2 separate regions of the Mus musculus genome follow, and region 1 is linked to region 2. Evidence: chromatin contacts called from public Hi-C data. All regions are on one chromosome and are shown on one strand. Each heading gives the region's core, a stretch centred on a gene start, on an enhancer-like site or on the middle of the called end of the contact. The rest is flanking DNA. Distances are from core to core; before and after follow the strand shown.

The links. Hi-C and Micro-C count contacts between places; a contact is called where the count stands out from the background.
Region 1: a contact with region 2 is called in a Hi-C map of Th1 cells, with 2.1 times the contacts expected there. The contact joins two enhancer-like sites. A contact is called at or near these places in 7 of 484 Hi-C or Micro-C datasets (Th1 cells, embryonic stem cells, epidermal suprabasal cells and 2 more) and 1 of 9 other capture datasets (embryonic stem cells).

The regions. Positions count from the first base shown.
Region 1 is chr12:36,465,934-36,470,634 of GRCm38.p6, reverse strand. The region is part of intron 3 of Crppa (CDP-L-ribitol pyrophosphorylase A); the gene reads right to left. Among named protein-coding and RNA genes, the nearest start is that of Crppa, 87 kb to the right of the region's middle. Within about 2 kb of position 1,639, at least 3 of the 459 cell types and tissues checked have an H3K27ac peak or open chromatin away from gene starts, as enhancers often do. A contact at or near this core is called in Th1 cells, where this site is marked.
Region 2 is chr12:36,204,991-36,209,335 of GRCm38.p6, reverse strand. It overlaps Lrrc72 (leucine rich repeat containing 72), which reads left to right. Exons shown (of 9, transcript NM_001361098.1): 9 at 635-1,007. The coding sequence ends at 800. Among named protein-coding and RNA genes, the nearest start is that of Gm40390, 43 kb to the left of the region's middle. Within about 2 kb of position 1,620, at least 106 of the 459 cell types and tissues checked have an H3K27ac peak or open chromatin away from gene starts, as enhancers often do. A contact at or near this core is called in Th1 cells, where this site is marked.

The DNA of each region.
Region 1 (4,701 bases), core at 390-2,889, 260 kb before region 2:
TAGTTCCTTCTTAATATTTCCTACAACATGAGTTGCCTTGTGCTCTAGCAGAGACATGGGTTTTGCCACCTACAAGTAGTTCCTGAAATTGTGTAATGTTTGGAATTCTGGGAGATTTTCAGAGTGTATATAAATGCTAGAGTTCTGATAGATGGGGTAGGTGGTTGTTGGTCAATTATAGATGTGATTGTACTTTGTTAGCAGCCACGGTCAAAGAAGAAACAAAAGGAAAGAAATTAGATTCGGGGATTCATTCTCTCTCTCTCTCTCTCTCTCTCTCTCTCTCTCTCTCTCTCTCTCTGTCTTCTATCCTTTCTCTACTATCTAGGGGGTGAAACTGGGAAGACAAAGGGTGAACAGGATGCACAAAGTAGCAAAGACATGCTATACCGGTCTAAACTTATAATCATATAGGTTAATATAGTAAGGGAGGTGGAACATTTTTTAATAAAACCTTTCTTTTAAAGTGAGTACAGAATTCTGCAATCAATGAAAAAAATCTGAATTTCTGTTTTTTCCAAATATTAACGAACAGATTGTTTTTACTAAAACATGAAAGATATGAGACACATATTTGAGCAAGGGAAAGACAACAAATGAAGCCCTAAAGGGAAGCTGTGTTCTTCAGTCTGCCAGAGCTGAGACAGATTTTGAGGAACCTTCAGATTGTTTCCTGTAATGGCTACTTTGGGTCACATTCTCACCACTAAAGTCCAAGAATCTCCTTTCCCCCATCCCACCACACCACTCTTCTCCTGGCAGTTTGATAATGGCTAACCTAGCACTGGGAACTCACTTGTCCTCATATGAACAACTAATTTCTGTTAGAAAGCTGCAAACTTCACGTATACCTATAGCTCCTTCGCAATGTTCACGTCAATAGCAATCTCCACCTTGAACCTCCAATGAATCATCCCTCTTAATTCTCCACACAGAGGCCTCCTTTTTACCTCACTGAGACTTGAAGACCTGTGAAAGCTGCATTTGCTTTTTATTAGAAAAATTACATTTTCTTAGACTGTCTTTATCAACCAGTAGACCATGGTTAAATGCCTGAAGAGATTTATTACTAGGAGTCCAGATTCCTTGCTCTATTATCCAAGTGTTAGGTGTTCTTTATAAACTTGGTCTACAAATTAACCATATTGCCATCAGCATTTTTAGTTGGTAATCTATACATTTATCATATGCATGTACACATACTATGAAGAATCAAAAATCTGTCAGGCATAATGGTACATCTTACATATCTTAATCACAGCTCTCAGTAGGCAGAGGCAGGCAGATCTCCAAGTTTGAGACCAACCTAATAATCTATATAGGATGCTTTGGCCAGCCAGGGGTTCATTGTGAGAACCTGTTTAAAAATTTAAAAAAAAATCTCTGCAATGTTTTAAGTGATAACAATCCATCCATTTCCATATACCCTATTCTGTCTCCCATGCTTCCAAGCAGGCAACCATCATTGGCTGTAAACTTTAATGTAGTGTTTATTTCTATGTGTAACCGTCAACCTTTGCCCACTAACAACTAGGTAGGAAATCTGTGATCAGTTACAATAAACTAACTCATCACACAGTTGTAGCATGCCATGTTTCTAGCTGTAGAGCTAAGGGGTCTGACTCATCTGTTTACTCCAGTGACTTAGACTGGAGGAACAGCAGGTGTAGACAGCAAGTGTAGACTGTCTTCTTACTATGGTAACAGCAGCACAGGAGGACAAACCTGAGAGTGCTGGCACACTGTCGGCCTCCGCCTCTTACATCCAGCAAGATCCCTTTGCCCAATGCAAATCAGACAGACAAACACAAACTGAGAATGAGACGCTTTGCCCAGAAGGGTTCATGGCAGTGGTACAAAAGTAAGGACTGTTTCTAATTAATGTACCTGTGATGTGGCCCTTCGGTTTTTCTGTTTTATTTATTATATTTTGAAAAAAACTATATTTCTTTTTCCTACCACAATATACACCCACACTTTCCATTTCCCATCCTTTCAATATTGTAGTTTTGATATTACCAACACTGAGCATTTACATCATTGACTATGCAAAACTTTCTCACAGATAAAACACATAAAGCTAAACTATATTTCTTTTTTCCTACCACAATATACACCCACACTTTCCATTTCCCATCCTTTCAATATTGTAGTTTTGATATTACCAACACTGAGCATTTACATCATCGACTATGCAAAACTTTCTCACAGATAAAACACATAAAGCTAAAATCACTTTCCTGAATAAGTTTGTTTTCCCTGTAATTAACGCTTGTCTTTTGTTTTATGTGGTTAACTTGCTATATGCATATAACTCTTTTAACACTGCACACTTGGCTACTTACCCACATCTATTCCCAAGATATGCTAAGACTCATGAAAAAAAAAATCATCCTTTGAATCGTCCAGTCATTTCAACAGGGACCATTGTGCTTTCTGCCAATTCCATAGGTATTATTCTCAGGACACTATGTGCCATCTTAGGGACATTCATGATCTCTTGATCATTCACCCAGACCATTGTATGCCAGGCAATCTTCTTTCTTAATTGACTCATGTTCCCAAAACAAATCCTCCAAGAACTTCCTATGGAGAGATTGTGTAGAGATGTTTGTGATGAAATGACATCTGAGATGAGTATCCTTAGGACTTTCCTCTTAAACTGGACAGACTGCCCAAACAAAGACATTCCAAAGACAGAATGAGAAGCCACTAAGAGGCTAACTACTGGAAGAGGGAGCAGGTGCTTCCTCAGTCAGTAGTCAGTATGCAGAGGACCTGCCTGTCACTGTTTGGAAATCACCTCAGCCCTCCACTGCAAAGATGTTCTCCTTGTCACACTCCTCCCAGAGCTGACTGCTTTACAAACTCCTTTTAATAAGCGTCTGCTTTTCTCTCTGTCCTCAGCTCTTAAGCTTAGAGTTCTTTGCTTGCCACCTTCTGCTGGGAATTTTGTCCTTTTGTATTTACTGAGAACCTGTTAGTAATTCACCTGCTTTCTAGCTAACTTTCTTTTGCTATTGGCACTTTTCTTACTCTTGATCTTAAGGACTTATGGCAGGTTGTATTCATTTATGTTCTCTTGAGTGATTTTTAAGTAGTTAGCAAAATTAGATAAATGTCCAGTCTGCTATCGGTCCCTATAAACAGAAAGTGAATGCACATACTCCAAATTGTCCTCTATAAAAATGGCTTCCACTCATATTCCTAAAAATGGCACGTAATTGTAGCAGGTTTTTTAACATAAAGTAAAGGAATATGAATACCATGGACTCAAAATCTTGAAAAATGTATTGTGTATAATGCAATTATTTTTCTGAGACGGGAAAGATTCCTTAATTTTCAGAGGTTTTATATCCCCCAAAAGGTTAGAAACTATTGTTTTATGCTAATGATGTAATGGTTCATGACTACAAATAATCTGATTATAAATGTTTCTACCCTTCCATCCATGACAACATTCAAATAGGTATTGCAATAGGGCAGGGAAGTTTGCCCAACAGGGAACAATATATACATTAAAGTAAAGCTAAAGCAAAGGCATGCATGCACAGGTTTCTCACTCTCTCGTTGGAGAAGCATGCTAACAATATTCAAGTATTAACGAAATAGAGCAGTTTACAATTAGGTAAACAATGAACACCTGCATTCAATTTATCATCTCAAAATCAAACCCGAGGCATTTTGCATACATTAACACTGCTTGGATTATGCAATGTTCCTTTGAGTCGCATGAGACAGTTATCCAAGAGGCTTTGTTCTTACATCAGATCAGATCATCTTCTGAGTAAACAACCTCAGACTGGGTCCATATGAGGCTGATACAGAAACAACCCCACTGTATAAGAAATAAAAGCACAAATGATGTGCATAAATAAGCACAAGATTTCTTTTCGGGTAGAAATTTTTAAATGTGTTTACAAAGAATGCATTTGCAAAGGCCTTCAAATATCTATCATTTAAAACAAAGAATAAAATAAAATAAACCTTTCAGATTATTCTAAACCTTGACAAGCCTGCACAGCCAATATACATTGTGAGTTGCAATCCCATCCATAGCTGTTAATTTAGCAATGCAGAGGTATTTAATTTTTTAATGTGTGGATACAGATAATTAGAGCAAAGTTATGGGAAAATTATGGGAAAGAACTTTACTTGTAATACTAAAGTTGCACTTTTAGCCCTTATTTTTGACATTCATAATCAAATATTGTGAAAAACCTATAAAAAGGAAAATGTCACTGAAATGTTTAACTTTCATTTATCTTTTCAGGTAAACTACTCACACATTGGACAATAAAAGTAGAAAATAAAATAGTGGCCTAAACTGCAAGTCATTACCCTTACATGGCATGGAATTACCTGCTGTGTATAAACAACTGAAGAAAACCCAAACCCGCATCATAATCCAACCACAAAAATAAAAAATATTTCAATCCTGCTAAGAACTGTCAGGATTTTGCCATAAGTTTATCATTGTAAAGAGCTAAAAGGAGCCTAAGACCTGGAGTTACTTTCTACAGCAGCAGGATCAGCCACACCATTCAGAGGTAGATGATGTGACAAAGCCAGTCTACCAGAGAGGCTAGTGATCAATAGAGTTGAAGTGGCCTACTCATAGACAGTTGGAAACTTATCTCCCAACGTTTACGTGAGAAATATGAACAAGAGTGATGGGAGATGTTAGAGAAGATCTGCTCA
Region 2 (4,345 bases), core at 371-2,870:
GATTAACATTTTATATCCACTAGAATTTACATTTCCCAAAGCAAATAGTTCATTAATTCTACAGAGGACATTTCAAATTCATGAATACTAATGAACTTTAAAACCATTACTTTTCTAAGTATGAGTGTTTTCTTTAGATTCAATGTTAAAAAATATTCTCATAACATAAAAGATATGTAAAAAAAATAACTTCAAATAAAAGGTTTACAATATCAATATGCATGATACCAGAAAGTATTTCCAGCTCGTCTTTTAACAATTTTCCACTAGGAATACATGAGCATGTGAGACTTTTATAATAGATCCTGAAATATACCCAGACGCTCCACTTTACAAATAAACCACGTACACAATAAAAGTTGTGTCCCCTGGCCTGAAAGCCATGTCAGTAAAGTTCACAATTTTGGTGAGAAATTATGCGATTTATTCATTTAAATAAAAACTTCAGGGCTTTAGGTGTGCTCCAGAGGTAAATAAAACACTTCCCTAGGAAGTATATGGTCCTGGTCACCACACTCCACACACACACACACACACACACACACACACACACACACACACACACACGCAGACACTCGCACAGGAAGTCACGCTGGCCAGACGCTTGTTTTTGACGTAACTGCTACCTTCTCAGGACACTGTTTGATGACCCAGAAGATGCTGTGTTTGTAAGATCCACGAAGAGATCCCTGATGACGTTCACCAGCATGAACTGGAACACCGTTCTAACACGAAGTGAAAAGTATGACCAGAAGAAAAAGAGCTCGGCCGCTGAGATGCTCATGATTTCCCTGCGGTAACGAGCACTTCCGGAAACTCCCGGTGCTGTTCGCTCACTCGTTAGAACACTCCCTCGATTTAGCTCCGTGTACATTTGTTGCTACCCGAATTTTTAAAATAGAAGAGTCAGTAGTGAAAAATGTTTCATAATGTAAAAATTGTATATGAGTTACCCACGTATAAAAAATAAAGCCATTTTTTTCCTCCCAGCCACTCACTTCTCAACAGTAATGACTCTGAGATTACTTATTATTAACTGCCTAGCTCATACACTTCTGCTCGTTGTCCGACTTGCTCTTAACTTATTACCCCTTTTATTCTAACCTAGGTTCAACTGCATGGCTGGTTTCTTCTCCTTTTTACATCTGTCTCCTAGAAATTCTGGTGTGTGTGTGTGTGTGTGTGTGTGCGCGCAAATCTCCCTTTTTATTTTCACCTGAATTCATTTTCCTGCTGGTTTATACGTCTCCTTAGCATTCTGGGGTGAATCTCTCATACCACTGACACTAATTCCAGAATTCTCTCTATCCCCATGGGATATCTTCGTACTTCCTTCTGCCTCAGCTCATTGGCCATAAACCTTTTTATTGACAGGTGATGCTTATTAGAGATTCTCTCTACACTCATGGATATAGGACTGTATGCGAATTCTAAGTGTAAAACTCAAAACCTTTCCCCAAAAATATACAAGGTTATGTAACTGACGCTATGATCAAGTCGTAAAGGGTGACCAACTCTCTAAAAGCCCCCTTTTCCTGTTAGCAGGCACCGCCCACACTTCCATACTAACCACTCTCCTGACATCTAGAGAGCAAACTGGTCGTGTTTGATTGTGAAAGTCATACAAACGCAGTCACGGAGGATGAACACTTTGTGTGTGGCTTCTTGCACTGTCTGTCCCAAGACAGCTGGGTGTTGTTGCCATGGTGACAGCTCTGCCTTTCCCTTTGACACACAGCAGCCCCTCATAATTCAGCTAGCCAGTACACTGCTTTCACATCTCTGGGACATTTGCCAGATCAGGGTGGAGGCTAATGATGTTGGCTCGGCCTTGCCAGAAGTCCAATGCTGGAGAAAAAAAGAAACTAGGCAGCCTTTACCAATTGTCTAGTGCCAAGTGGGGAAAAAAAAAAAAAAAAACCAACAACAACAACAACAAAAAAAAACATTTTATCATTGCTGGTTTCCTTAACTTAAAAGGTCTGTCAGAAGCTCACACAAGACAGTGGCCTTTCTCCCTTTCCTCTATGCTCAGAGAATACAGGCACACTGGAATTGTGGGCTGACATCATAGAGGGCGAGACCTGACAGCTGAAATAGTCTATTAGCACTTGATACCCTGTGTCTGGTCTGAGTCCGAACATTCAGGTGTGGTTCCTAAGTCAGGGGGGGGGGGGGAAGGTCAGATGGGATGAGGAAAAGCAACGATTTGTGCATCTGTGTGTAGGTGTTTGATATCGTGGTTAAGAGTGTTAGCCAGGCAGTGGTGGTGCACGCCTTTAATCCCAGCACTCAGGAGGCAGAGGCAGGTGGATTTCTGAGTTCGAGGCCAGCCTGGTCTACAAAGTGAGTTCCAGGACAGCCAGGGCTATACAGAGAAACCCTGTCTCGAAAAACCAAAAAAAAAAAAAAAAAAAAGTGTTGTGTGGTGTCCAGTGTTCAGTGGTAGACTAAATCTTAAGAGTCTTAAGAGGAGGAATTTGGTGGAGTTATCCTGTTCAGGCCTGAGTGTATCAAGGTCTCTAGCTCTCTGTCCATTGTCTGGCTGTGGGTCTCTGAATTTGTTCCCACCTACTGCAAGAGGAAGCTTCTCTGATGAGGACTAAGCAAGGCACTGATCTAGGAACATAGGTGTATGGCATCAGGAGTCATTTTATTGCTAAGTTCCTTTAGTAGAAACACTAGTATTCAGATTTACCCTAGGTCCCTGGGCTGCCTAGTCTCAGGTTCTTGGTAACGTAAGCAGTGCTGGGTATGGGTTCCATCTTCTGGAACTGGCCTTAAGTCAAATCAAATATTAGTTGATTACTCTCACAAGCATTGTGCCACCATAGCCTATCTTGCAGGCAGGACACCACTGTAGGTCCACTGCAGGTTGGTAGCTAGGCTGTTGTTTTATGTTTCTTCTCCAGAAGCATGTAGAATACTTTCTGGTACGAAGAACCCTAGCCAGTAGAAATGAAGGCTCTAGGTAGGCACGAGCTTGACACCTCTGTGTTTACTGAGTGTGTAAGCATGTGCCTTTCCATCAGTTTGTGGAGAGCTATTGACAGCTGCAGTGGTTTAGGAATTCCCATGTGACCAACAACACAATGAAAATAAGGCAGCACAAAGAGGGCCTGCATCAGATGGAGTCCTATGTGAAGGAAGTGAACACCAGGCCCCATCCCTAATATCTCCACCCATTTGAAAAAGGTAAACTTCTTGTCTCCAAGGGAGTCTCACTGGGGAAACAAACCTCTTAAGGGTAGGCCACATGCCCCACAATAGAGGCATACCAAGGTTTTTTTTTTTTTTTTAAATTTTTTTTTAAATCTTTTTTTTTTTTTTTTTTTTTTTTTTTTTTTTTACCACACAGTTCTTTGTGTATATATCATGACTTCTGCTTTCTGTTGTTATGGGATGCCTGACTACAAACGAGAGAGTCTCTGCATGTCTGTTTCCTGAGCTCTTTTTCTTGTTTGTTTTGCCCTATTCTGTAGTCTCTCCTCCCCCAGCCTGAAACCTGCTTGCTCAGGGGTGGAGCTTCCAGCTCAATTGGTCTGCCACGCCCACTGCTGGAACGTGCGGCTTTGCTGTTTGGAGCCAGCACATGATTACCCTGCTACTGGATCCCAAGATTATTTGGCGGGAATTGGGCCCCTCCCCCTTCTTTTATTTTTTTTTTTTCCATTTTTTATTAGGTATTTAACTCATTTACATTTCCAATGCTATACCAAAAGTCCCCCATATCCACCCACCCCCACTCCCCTGCCCACCCACTCCCCCTTTTTGGCCCTGGTGTTCCCCTGTACTGGGGCATATAAAGTTTGCAAGTCCAATGGGCCTCTCTTTCCAGTGATGGCCGACTAGGCCATCTTTTGATATATATGCAGCTAGAGTCAAGAGCTCCGGGGTACTGGTTAGTTCATAATGTTGTTCCACCTATAGGGTTGCAGATCCCTTTAGCTCCTTGGCTACTTTCTCTAGCTCCTCCATTGGGAGCCCTATGATCCATCCATTAGCTGACTGTGAGCATCCACTTCTGTGTTTGCTAGGCCCCGGCATATTCTCACAAGAGACAGCTACATCTGGGTCCTTTCAATAAAATCTTGCTAGTGTATGCAATGGTGTCAGCGTTTGGATGCTGATTATGGGGTGGATCCCTGGATATGGCAGTCTCTACATGGTCCATCCTTTCATCTCAGCTCCAAACTTTGGCTCTGTAACTCCTTCCATGGGTGTTTTGTTCCCAAATCTAAGGAGGGGCATAGTGTCCACACTTCAGTCTTCATTCTTCTTGAGTTTCATGTGTTTAACAAATTATATCTTATATCTTGGGTATCCTAGGTTTGGGGCTAATATC